Regions from separate parts of the Mus musculus genome. Here region 1 is linked to region 2. A link is a contact called in public Hi-C data. All regions are on one chromosome and are shown on one strand. The core of a region is the stretch at or near the end of the contact, and the rest is flanking DNA. Distances in the headings are between cores, read along the strand shown. Region 1 holds the start of Coq8b (coenzyme Q8B). Region 2 holds the start of Zbtb45 (zinc finger and BTB domain containing 45).

Evidence for each region. A called contact is a pair of places that touch in the nucleus more often than the background predicts.
Region 1: a Hi-C map of B cells shows a contact between it and region 2, with 6 read pairs. The contact joins the promoter of Coq8b here to the promoter of Zbtb45 in region 2. A contact is called at or near these places in 1 of 39 promoter capture datasets (cranial neural crest) and 1 of 484 Hi-C or Micro-C datasets (B cells).

What each region holds. Positions count from the first base shown.
Region 1 is chr7:27,230,251-27,235,441 of GRCm38.p6, reverse strand. It overlaps Coq8b (coenzyme Q8B), which reads right to left and starts at 2,429. Exons shown (of 15, transcript NM_133770.2): 1 at 2,269-2,429; 2 at 1,870-1,977; 3 at 1,621-1,740; 4 at 1,435-1,501. The coding sequence starts at 1,974.
Region 2 is chr7:13,007,667-13,012,862 of GRCm38.p6, reverse strand. Zbtb45 (zinc finger and BTB domain containing 45) reads left to right here and starts at 3,011. Exons shown (of 3, transcript NM_001360833.1): 1 at 3,011-3,227; 2 at 4,534-5,196. The coding sequence starts at 4,534.

The DNA of each region.
Region 1 (5,191 bases), core at 1,180-3,679, about 14 Mb before region 2:
CACACCAACCACCAACTGTATGAACACTGATCCAAACACTTGGAAGGAGGAGTCGGGATTGGGGCTTTGAGGCCAGGCCAGGTTACAGGAGATATCATCACAAAAAGCATGTTTGTGCTGGGGAGTGTTAGGAGTGTGCAGTGGTGCAGGCCTTTAATCCCAGCACTCGGGAGACAGAGGCAGGCAGATCTCTGAGTTCCAGGCCGGCCTAGCTGCAGACCAGCTAGGGCTGCATGGTAAGACTCTGCTTCAAAAACAAACAAATCATATGTGTATAAACACGTATGAGCCGGGCATGGTGCGCGCATGCCTTTGATCCCAGCACTCCGGGAGGCAGAGGGAGGCGGATTTCTGAGTTCAAGGCCAGCCTGGTCTACAAAGTGAGTTCCACGACAGCCAAGACTATACAGAGAAACCCTGTCTCGAAAAAAAAAAATTATTTATTTTTTATTTGTATTTTATTTATTTTTAATCCCAGCACAAAGTGAGTTCCAGGACAGCCAGGACTATACTGAGAAACCCTGTCTAGAAAAACAAAACAAAACAAACAAGCAAAAACACGTATGTATCCATATTCAACATTTATATTTTGGGGAGTGGGGGTGGGTGTTCGAGACACGGTTTCTCCGTGTAGCCCTGGCTGTCCTGGAACTCACTTTGTAGACCAGGCTGGCCTCGAACTCAGAAATCTGCCTGCCTCTGCCTCCCAAGTGCTGGGATTAAAGGCGTGTGCCACCACTGCCCATTATATTTTCTTATATGCTATTTTCTTTCTTTCCTCTCTCTCTTTTTCCTTCTTCCCTAGACAAGGTCTGTGATGCCAGGCTGGTCTTGAATTTGTGAGTGCAAGCAGTCCTACAGTAGTAACCGAGCAGGCAGCTGAGCCTCCAGCCATGCACTCCCAGGCTTGGCTTTTCAATCTCTCGGTGTTAGCTTCTCAAGAACAGGGATTACAATGGCCCTTTCCCTCTTTCTCTCTCCCTTCTTTACCTTTCTCTCCTTTAAACAGGGTCTCATGTAGTACAGGCGGCCTCAAACTCTCTATGTTGCCAGGAATGACCTTGAACCCTTGATCATCCTGTTCCCTCCTACCTACATCCCAACTGCTGAAATTCCAGGTGGGTGTCCTGGCCACCTCCTTTCCTTTTTGGAGGGTTGGTTGCAACACATTACTTTTTGTTTCATACATGTCTGAACAATCTTGCTGCGGAACCTAAAGTCCTGCCACCTCACCTCTCAGCCCCCACTCCTCCATCAATAGAAGAAATAAACACAGGCCTAGCCTACAAGACCTTGCTCACATCAGGTTCTCAATAAACAGTAAGGTCTACGTTCTGTTTTTCCTTGTCTCTCTCTCCCTCCTAACCCTGTCTTTGATTCACCCTTTCCCTTGCTTCACCTGTAAATGTTCTCTCTGATCGAGGTCACACCTACCCCCAAAGCTGGCCAAGCGACTGATGCGGGAGGCAGGCACCTTGCGTTCACGAGAGCGATCACTCAGCTGAGAAAGAGGAGAGGTGTGAGGTAGGGAAGGTGGACAAGATGGCAGAAAAGCCCTGCAGACTTGCTGCCACTTTCCTCAGACTATCATGGGGGAGGGGGAAGAGGAAGCAATGATACCTGGGGCCGGGGTGCCTTCCTGAGCCGGGCCTCCCGTGCCCTGCGAATGTCATCTTCACTGAGGCCTCTTCCAGGCTGGTCTTGATGAACACTTTGGGCCAAGCAACTCCTACATGGCCCCTGCAGAGAAGTGGATTTTAAAAGAATGAAGGTCTAATCCTTTTTAGACCCATCTACATCATTTTACCTACTCCCCACCCCCCTTCCCTCAACCTCTTTTCCTTGGAGGCCCCCTCCTCAGCCTCTTACCCACCAGTGGGGCCTAGGTCCTAGGGCCCCCCCACAGGGCAGACGAACAGCCCTGCCCAGCGGTCCACAGGTCCTGCGCAGCATGGCACCTAGCTCCAGCCACATTGCCTAAGAAATAATAAGGATTACAGTACTGGGCCTCCTGCTTTGCGCTCTTGTTGGAAAAGCCCCCCTAACCCCCATATCTTTTCCCCTTTTATTTCCAGGTTTCTTCTAGTTACCCCCCCCCCCCCAGCCCGCCCACGTTGCTAAGAACTCAAGTTTTCCATAAGCGCCTCCCCAATCCCCACAAAACTCCTCGCTGTTGCTAAGGTTCTCTCCCGTTGCTAGACGTCCACAGAGCCGCCAGGACAACTCTCTACTTCTCAGCGCCCCTTTCGTTGCTAGGCATCGCCTTACCCTGGGCTGTTAAGCATTCACAATTCCTGTGCTGCCCCCTGCCTAGACACCCCGTTACGACCCCGTTACGGGGCACCTCCCCCGTTGCTAAGCACCCAGTCCACCAGGTTTAGGCTCCAGGTCTAGCACCCGCTGGGCCTCTTAAGCTTCCGGGAACGTCCGCACACCCGCCCCCTTTGATCAGCTAGCCAATGGTAGCACAGCAGCTCGCCGACGTTTGCAAAAACTCACCCCGCTGAGGAGGCGTGGCAAGGGGTGGAACCTAGGCTAAGGCTCTGTGGGTCTTCTGTGTTAGTCGGTGCGCACGTGAGCTCATTGTACTGACCAATGGTCCTTCTTGACAGAATTCTTCTACCCTCCTTTGTCCCTCTCTGTCCCTCTTTGTCTCTGTCTCTCTGTCTCTCTCTCTGTCTCTCTCTTCTTGCGTCCACTTCCCACCTGCTGAAATTGCAGGTCTGAACCATTATATCCACTTACATTTCCGCCTGCCAAGCTCAAAATCTATCCTATGTATTTGGACATCCTCCCCCAACCCCTGCCACCACGGATGCACGAATCCAGGGCCTTGTGCATTCCAGGGACGATTCTTGACCACTGAGCCACAACCCTAGAAATCTTTTTTTTTTTAAGATTTATTTATTTATTATATGTAAGTACAGTGTAGCTGTCTTCAGACACCCCAGAAAAGGGCATCAGATCCCATTACAGATGGTTGCGAGCCACCATGTGGATGCTGGGAATTGAACTCAGGACCTCTGGAAGAGCAGTCAGTGCTCTTACCCGCTGAGCCATCTCGCCAGCCCCAACCCCAGAAATCTTTAAACACATATTCTTCCAAGCAAACATTTCCCTTGCACATGGAGCCTCTCCACTTTGTACCAACACCCACGTCCTGGCACCCAGCCTCCTTCCTGGCACATATAAATCCACTGCCTTGCTTAGGAACTCTTCTCTGCCTTCACCATGACTCCCCTTGGCGGCATACTGTGCCGGTGTTCCCTCCTGCAGTCTACTCTCCACTCTGCCTACTTAGGAGATGGCCCTCAGTGGGAACCCTGCTTCCTTAAGGCCTGACATTTCCCAGAACACACTCAGTCAAGATTCCCAGCGCTGAGTCAGGAGCCTTGGCATGAGAGAAAATTGACTCACTCCTCTTGCTGTCTGGAATAGAAACAGCTGGTGGCTGGGACATCTTTCCCACAATTGAAGAGATGTGTTCCTCACGGCACCCTACTGTCGCTGTCTAGCCCCACCCCCTTTGTTGGGAAAGTCTGTCCCTTTACTGTGTGACCTCAGAAGAGCCCTCCTCCTTCTCTGGACCTCATGTTCTCTAACTTGTATGATGTCTGAGGTGGGTTCCCGTATCTGACTTCTTATTAGCCTATGAAGAGATGACTCATCCTGAAACCTTGGGCCTGTGCCCAATGTCCCTCCAATGGGTGACTCAATTTCAAGATTGAAAGCACCTCCAGTCCTCTTCCAAAGGTGAGGGTCTGACTCAGGAGCTGCAGGCTGCTTGCCATAAGGGACAGGCTGAAAAATCACCTCAGTGGATAATCCCACAGGGCCACTGCTCACAGTGGCCTCGCACCACAAACTCCATGTATCTGAGTTCATTGCAGATGACATAAACAAGGGCAAGGAAAGGGTAGAACTTGAACTCAAAGCTCTCCCTGGTACACTGGGATCATGAAGGCAGCCATGGTGGTGCATGTCTATAATCCCTGCATTTGGAAGAAAGAGGCGGGGAAAGCAAGAATTTAAGGCTATCCTTGGTTTTGAGGCTAGACTGGGCTACTTGAGACCCTACCTCAAAATAAATAAGAGGAAAGCATGGAGCTGCAGGTATATGTCAGTGATACAGCATGTGTGAGCCTCGGCATTAGAAAACAAGAGGTATCAGGTGGTGATGGCACAGGCCTTTAATCCCAGCACTCAGGAGACAGAGGCAGGAGGATCTCTGTGAGTTCCAGGACAGCCAAGAATACAGGGAAAGTCTATCACACACACACACACACACACACACACACACACACACACACACACACACACACACACAAACCCCCAAGGTGCTGGAGTTGGGGCTCAGCAGTTAAGAATGCTTGCTTTTCTTCCAAAGGATCCGAGTTCAGTTCCTAGTGTCCAGGTAGCTTCAATTACCTGTAAGCTCAACTCCAGATCTGATGCCCCCTGCTGGTCGCCAAAGGCACCTGAATGCACCTGCACAGGCACACATGTACACATAAGTAATTAAAGAACCAACCAACCTTGAGGTAATGATCTAGTGTCAGAGCCTAGAACATAAGTCCTCTAGACATGAAATCATCTTCATTTATTTATTTAAAAATCTAAGACCCTGCCAGGCATGGTGGCGCACGCCTTTAATCCCAGCACTCGGGAGGCAGAGGCAGGCGGATTTCTGAGTTTGAGGCCAGCCTGGTCTACAAAGTGAGCTCCAGGACAGCCAGGGCTATACAGAGAAACCCTGTCTCGAAAAAACAAAAAAACAAAAACAAACAAACAAACAAAAATCCAAGACCCTGGGCTAGAGAGATGGCTCAGAGGTTAAGCACACTGACTGCTCTTCCAGAGACCATCCCCAATGAGATCTGATGCCCTCTTCTGGTGTGTCTGAAGTCAGCTACACTGTACTTATGTATAATAATAAATAATTTTTTTAAACCCAAGACCTTGTGCCCATGTAAAACCCAGGCTCTTGTTTTTTGAGATTGGCTCTTATCATGTAGGCCAGGTTGGTGTTGGGCTAGTGAAACATAAGAATGTCTTGTGTCTGCCTCCTGTGTAATATGATTATATGAGTGTGCCATCACCCATGGTTTAGACATGAGATTTCTTCATTGTTTTAAACATTGAAATTCTTTTCTTTAAGATTTATTTATTATGTGTGTACATTATAGCTGTC
Region 2 (5,196 bases), core at 1,762-4,261:
GTGCAAGGATACTCATTTCAGGTATTAGTTTTTCTGAGGGCTGGAGATGATCCTAAATTGGGATCTCCTATACTGCATGAAATAAGGAAAAGCATACAGGTTCTACACAAGTTCCAGGGCAGCAAGGACTACATAGTGAGACCCTGACTTAAAAATAAATAAATTAGGGTAAATTTCAAATCAAAACAAAACAAAACGACCAAACAAACCCAAGAAACAGACAACAAAAAGCCCACAGCACAAATCAATCTAAAAAGCCACCAAGGTCTCAGCCCTGAGGGAATTTTCTCCAGCCCCTTTTGAATTTTTTTTGGTTTTGTTTGTTTTTGTTTTTCCGAAACAGGATTTCTTTGTGTAGCCCGGGCTGTTCTAGAAGGCTGTAGACCAGGTAGACTAGAGTGGCCTGGAACTCACAGTGATCTGCCCACCTCTGCTCAGGAGTGCTGGGGTTAAAGGCATGTGCCACCCTGGGTAGATTTGGGAGGATGGTTTTAGATTTCGAACTCCTTCTTCTCAGATTAACTTGATGATGCTTATAGGCCTATAATGTAAAGCTCAAAGGCAGCCCAGGATAGGGCTGTGCCTGTGTGTTACTATAGGAGGCTCCAAGATGGAGGATACAATTTACATGACAGAAGATTAAGAAGCCTCAAGATAAGGAGAGCCTGGTGGCATAGCAATCTAATAAGAAGGTGAGGGAAGCTGGGCATGGTGGCGCAAGCCTTAATCCCAGCACTTGGGAGGCAGAGGCAGGTGGATTTCTGAGTTCGAGGCCAGCCTGGTCTACAAAGTGAGTTCCAGGACAGCCAGGGCTATACAGAGAAACCCTGTCTCGAAAAACCAGAAAAAAAAAAAAGGAAAAAAAAAATGTGAGGGAACCACATGGGCACAGAGAAGGGTCCATTTGCTGAGGAGAAATGAGCAAAGAGAAAGGCTGTCCAGTGTGAAGGGAGTGATTTAGCGGGCGAAGGCAAAGTCTCTTTCTATCTATCTTTCTTTTTAAAAAAGATGTATTTATCATTATATCTAAGTACACTGTAGCTGTCCTCAGATGCACCAGAAGAGGACATCGGATCTCATTAGGGATGGTTGTGAGCCACCATGTGGTTGCTGGGATCTGAACTCAGGATCTTCGGAAGAGCAGTAGGTGCTCTTACCCATTGAACCATCTCTCCAGCCCGCAAGATCTCTTTCTTGGGCTAAGAATCTTAAGAGATAAAGGTGCCAGACCATTATGCTTGTCATTTTGCTGTTAATCCATCCTTCCTTCCTTCCTTCCTTCCTTCCTTCCTTCCCCTCTGTCTCTCTCTTTTTAAAAAGATTTATTTCCTTAATGTATATATGAGTATACAGTAGCTGTCTTCAGACACACCAGAAGAAGGCATCAGACCCCATTACAGATGGTTGTGAGCCACCATGTGGTTGCTGGGAGTTGAACTCAGGACCTCTGGAAGAGCAGTCAGTGCTCTTAACTGCTGAGCCATCTCTCTAGCCTGCTATTAATTATTTCAACCCAGGATCTCATGCATGCAAGCAATTGTCCCAGCTCATTTACTTGGGTGTTTTTTATTGTTTTTGTTTTGTTTTGCTAAGCAGGTTCTTATGGTTGAGGCTGTCTTAAACTCCCATTCGTCCAGCTTCTCCCTCTCAAGTAATAGGATTACAAGCATTCCTAGCTGTTAAATTTTGAGGGTCCCCCCCCTCCTATAGCATCCTATGTAACCCAGATTGGGCTCAACTCTGATATCTGGGGGGTGACCTTGAACTTCTGACGCTCCTGCCTCAACCTCTGAGGTTTTTTTTTTTGTTTTTTTTTTTTTTTTTTGGTTTTTCGAGACAGGGTTTCTCTGTATAGTCTTGGCTATCCTGGAACTCTCACTTTGTAGACCAGGCTGGCCTCGAACTCAGAGATCCTCCTGCCTTTGCCTCCCAAGTGCTGGGATTATAGGCATACGCCACCACCGCCTGGCTTCCCCAGACTTTCAAACACACATACAACACAGCTACCCAGCATGGGTCCAGGATGGGGAACAAAACATCCTGACATCTTCCTCATGCGGCACCACCCACTAGATTCCTCAGTACCATTCACACGGAGGCCCAGAGCTCTATGCCTCTCTTTTGCCTTACATAGTGGTTGATTGATTGCCCCAAGAACAGAGGGGAAGGGAAGGCCAACCCACCACTTGAGAGGTTTGGTTCATGGGTGTCTTGGACAACAAAAGGACCACGTAGGAGCCCCGCTTGGACAACTCTCTGGCTGTTCTCTCCCTCTACGCACTTAGTCCCTGCTCCTTGGTATCTGACTACTTCCGAGCCCACTTCGTGTCCTACATTCTATTCTGATCTGTGGCCAAGCTGGGGTTCTTCAACCATTCATTTATAGAGCAGCGAATTCCCGAGAGTCTGGGTGGGGTGAGGTGGGAGCACCGAATGAGGAGGCTTCCTTGGGAAGGTGGGCCTGTGTTCTTTAGATGACTGCAGGGAAGCTCTGCAAAGCTTCTTCATCTGGGGTGCGAGCAGAAGTGACTCAAGAGAAACTTCTCGGGGCTGAAGAGATGGCTCAGCGGTTCACTGCCATCGGTAATGGGAGCTGATGCCCTCTTCTGGTGTGTCTGAAGAGAGTTAATAATGTACTCGCATAAAATAAATAGAAAATAAATAAATCGAGAGAGAGAGAGAGAGAGAGAGAGAGAGAAACTTTTCCCGTGTAAGAGAAAAGCCACCTGGGAGAAAAAAAAAAAGCCTCTGGATTCCATCCAGCGCCCTCTCCAGACCCGCTGAGAGTACTGAGGGCGTGGCCCGAGGAGTGATTGACAGCTCGCTCGGATCAGCCTGGAGACGACGGACTCCTGCTCCTTCTGCCTACTGATCCCCAGCTCTTCGGTCCCCAGCTTCTGCGATTTTGGTTGTGGCGCGGACCAGACCGGAAGTTCTGCTCAACGACTGCCTAGTCTAAAGAGGAACACCGGAAACGTGCTCCCGACTATCGTTCCGCCTGTGCCGAGGCTATCTGTTCCGCTTCAGCGCCCGGAAGTGCGGCCTTCAAGTTGACAAGCAGGAGGACCTGCAGGACCTGCTGCCTGAGGAGTCGGAGGTGGGGTCGAGCGGGCATCCCCCTGCCTCAGAGTCCCAGAGAAGGCTGGGGCGTGCCAGGAGCGGCACGCCTGCGTGAGGATCGGTGTGCACGTTGCGAACACAAGAGGGCGCTGCAGGATCGGGGCAGGGTGCGGAGGCGGGAAACTGGGGGTAGATGTAGCGGGCCTGAAGGGGACTCTGGCATAGATAGGGTGGGAGTGAGACAGGCTGATGGAACAAGGTGCATGGCATGGGTGAGGGAGTTGTAGCGAGAATGCTGTAGGAGATGTGGGAGAGTGTGCCTTTGTTCTGAGGCATTCAGGAAGGTTCTGCTGCATCTGAGGAGTCCGGGCGTTCGAGAAGTAGGGTATGGATGGGGTTGAGGAAGAGTTATGGGTTGGCATATTATTTGAAAAAGGAGGCCGCTTGGCAGAGACAGGTTCAAAGCCTTGGTGGGTTTGAAGAATTAATTCATCATCATAGAGGTCCCAGATAAACCCGGTTCGCAGGCTCCCTCTGGCGGCCACGTGAGGGAAAGGCCTGGAGGTGGGAGTGTGGAAGGGACCCTGCATGGCGACTTCCAGTAGGCCAGGCCAGTGGTAACTGACACAATGTGTGCAATACTCCGAGAGAAAGGGAAGGGTGTTTTTGTGTTAAGGATCTAGAATCGTTGAGTCTGAGATCTCAGTAGTCCTTTTGTAAGGGGCAGGATTAAATGGGGCCCTGCTCTGGGTCTGTCCTAGAGAGACAGGCTGGTGGTCAGGGCGAATCCTGAATCTTGATTCTCTTCCCTTAGAGCAGTGTATGCAATCTGATCCAAGGGAAACACCCTTGTTTGCTGAATAAGGAAACAGGCCCAGAGACCTGGAGATATTTGCTTGATGGGTTAACTGACAATTCTGATTCCCAGCTCCTTTGCGGAGGGCGTGTGTGTGTGTGTGTGTGTGTGTGTGTGTGTGCGTGTGCGTGTGTGTGTGTGTGTGTGTGTGTGTGTGTGTGTGTGATGGAAGAATCTGTCTTCCCTCAGTATGATTAGTGCCAGGATGATAGTCTCGGGTTCATAAGAACTATGGGGATTGCTAAACAACACTGAATTTCAGCTTGCTGGCCTTTCACATCACTGGTGCATTTTCAAAGCCCAAAGTTAGCACCTCTCAGGTGATGCAAAGAAGAAACAAGGTTGCAAAGGCCTTGTTATATGTACTGTTTATTTGCTTCCCTTGGGTATGGCAGGCACAAATCCTCAGCCTCAAGGGGTGTTCCTAAATGATTCGGCCAGGAGGCAAGTTGCCTCCCCACCCTTCTGAAAACCTCCACATAACAGTAGTTAATGGGACCTGGTTCTTGAGGTAGTCATAGATCTGCTTGGGGCCTTCGTGGTACTAGGATATGGAAATCTGACTAGGGTAGACTAGAAAAGAAAACAGCCATCCGCATTGTCTCCTCCTCTTGCAGATGGCAGCCACAGAGGCAGTGCACCACATCCACCTACAGAACTTTTCGCGCTCACTACTGGAGACCCTCAATGGGCAGAGGCTAGGCGGTCACTTCTGTGATGTGACCGTGCGCATCCGTGAGGCTTCTCTGCGTGCTCACCGCTGTGTGCTGGCCGCTGGCTCACCCTTCTTTCAGGATAAACTGCTGCTCGGCCACTCAGAGATTCGTGTGCCACCAGTGGTGCCTGCGCAGACAGTGCGCCAGCTGGTCGAGTTCCTTTACAGCGGCTCGTTGGTGGTGGCACAGGGCGAAGCGCTGCAGGTACTCACTGCAGCGTCGGTGCTTCGCATCCAGACCGTCATTGACGAGTGCACACAGATCATCGCTCGTGCCCGTGTCCCCAACACCCCGGCGCCTGCGCCTCTGCCACCACCCGTGCCCCCTCCACTAGCACCCGCGCAGCTGCGCCACCGTCTGCGCCACTTGCTGGCCGCCCGCCCCCCGGGTCATCCCAACGCCGCGCACAGCCGCAAGCAGCGCCAGCCCGCGCGTCTTCAGCTACCTGCACCCCCAGCACCCATCAAGGCTGAGGGGCCTGATGCGGAGCCAGCGCTGACTGCCGCGCCTGAAGACAGAGGTGAAGAGGATGACGATGAGGAAACGGATGAAGAAACCGACGCT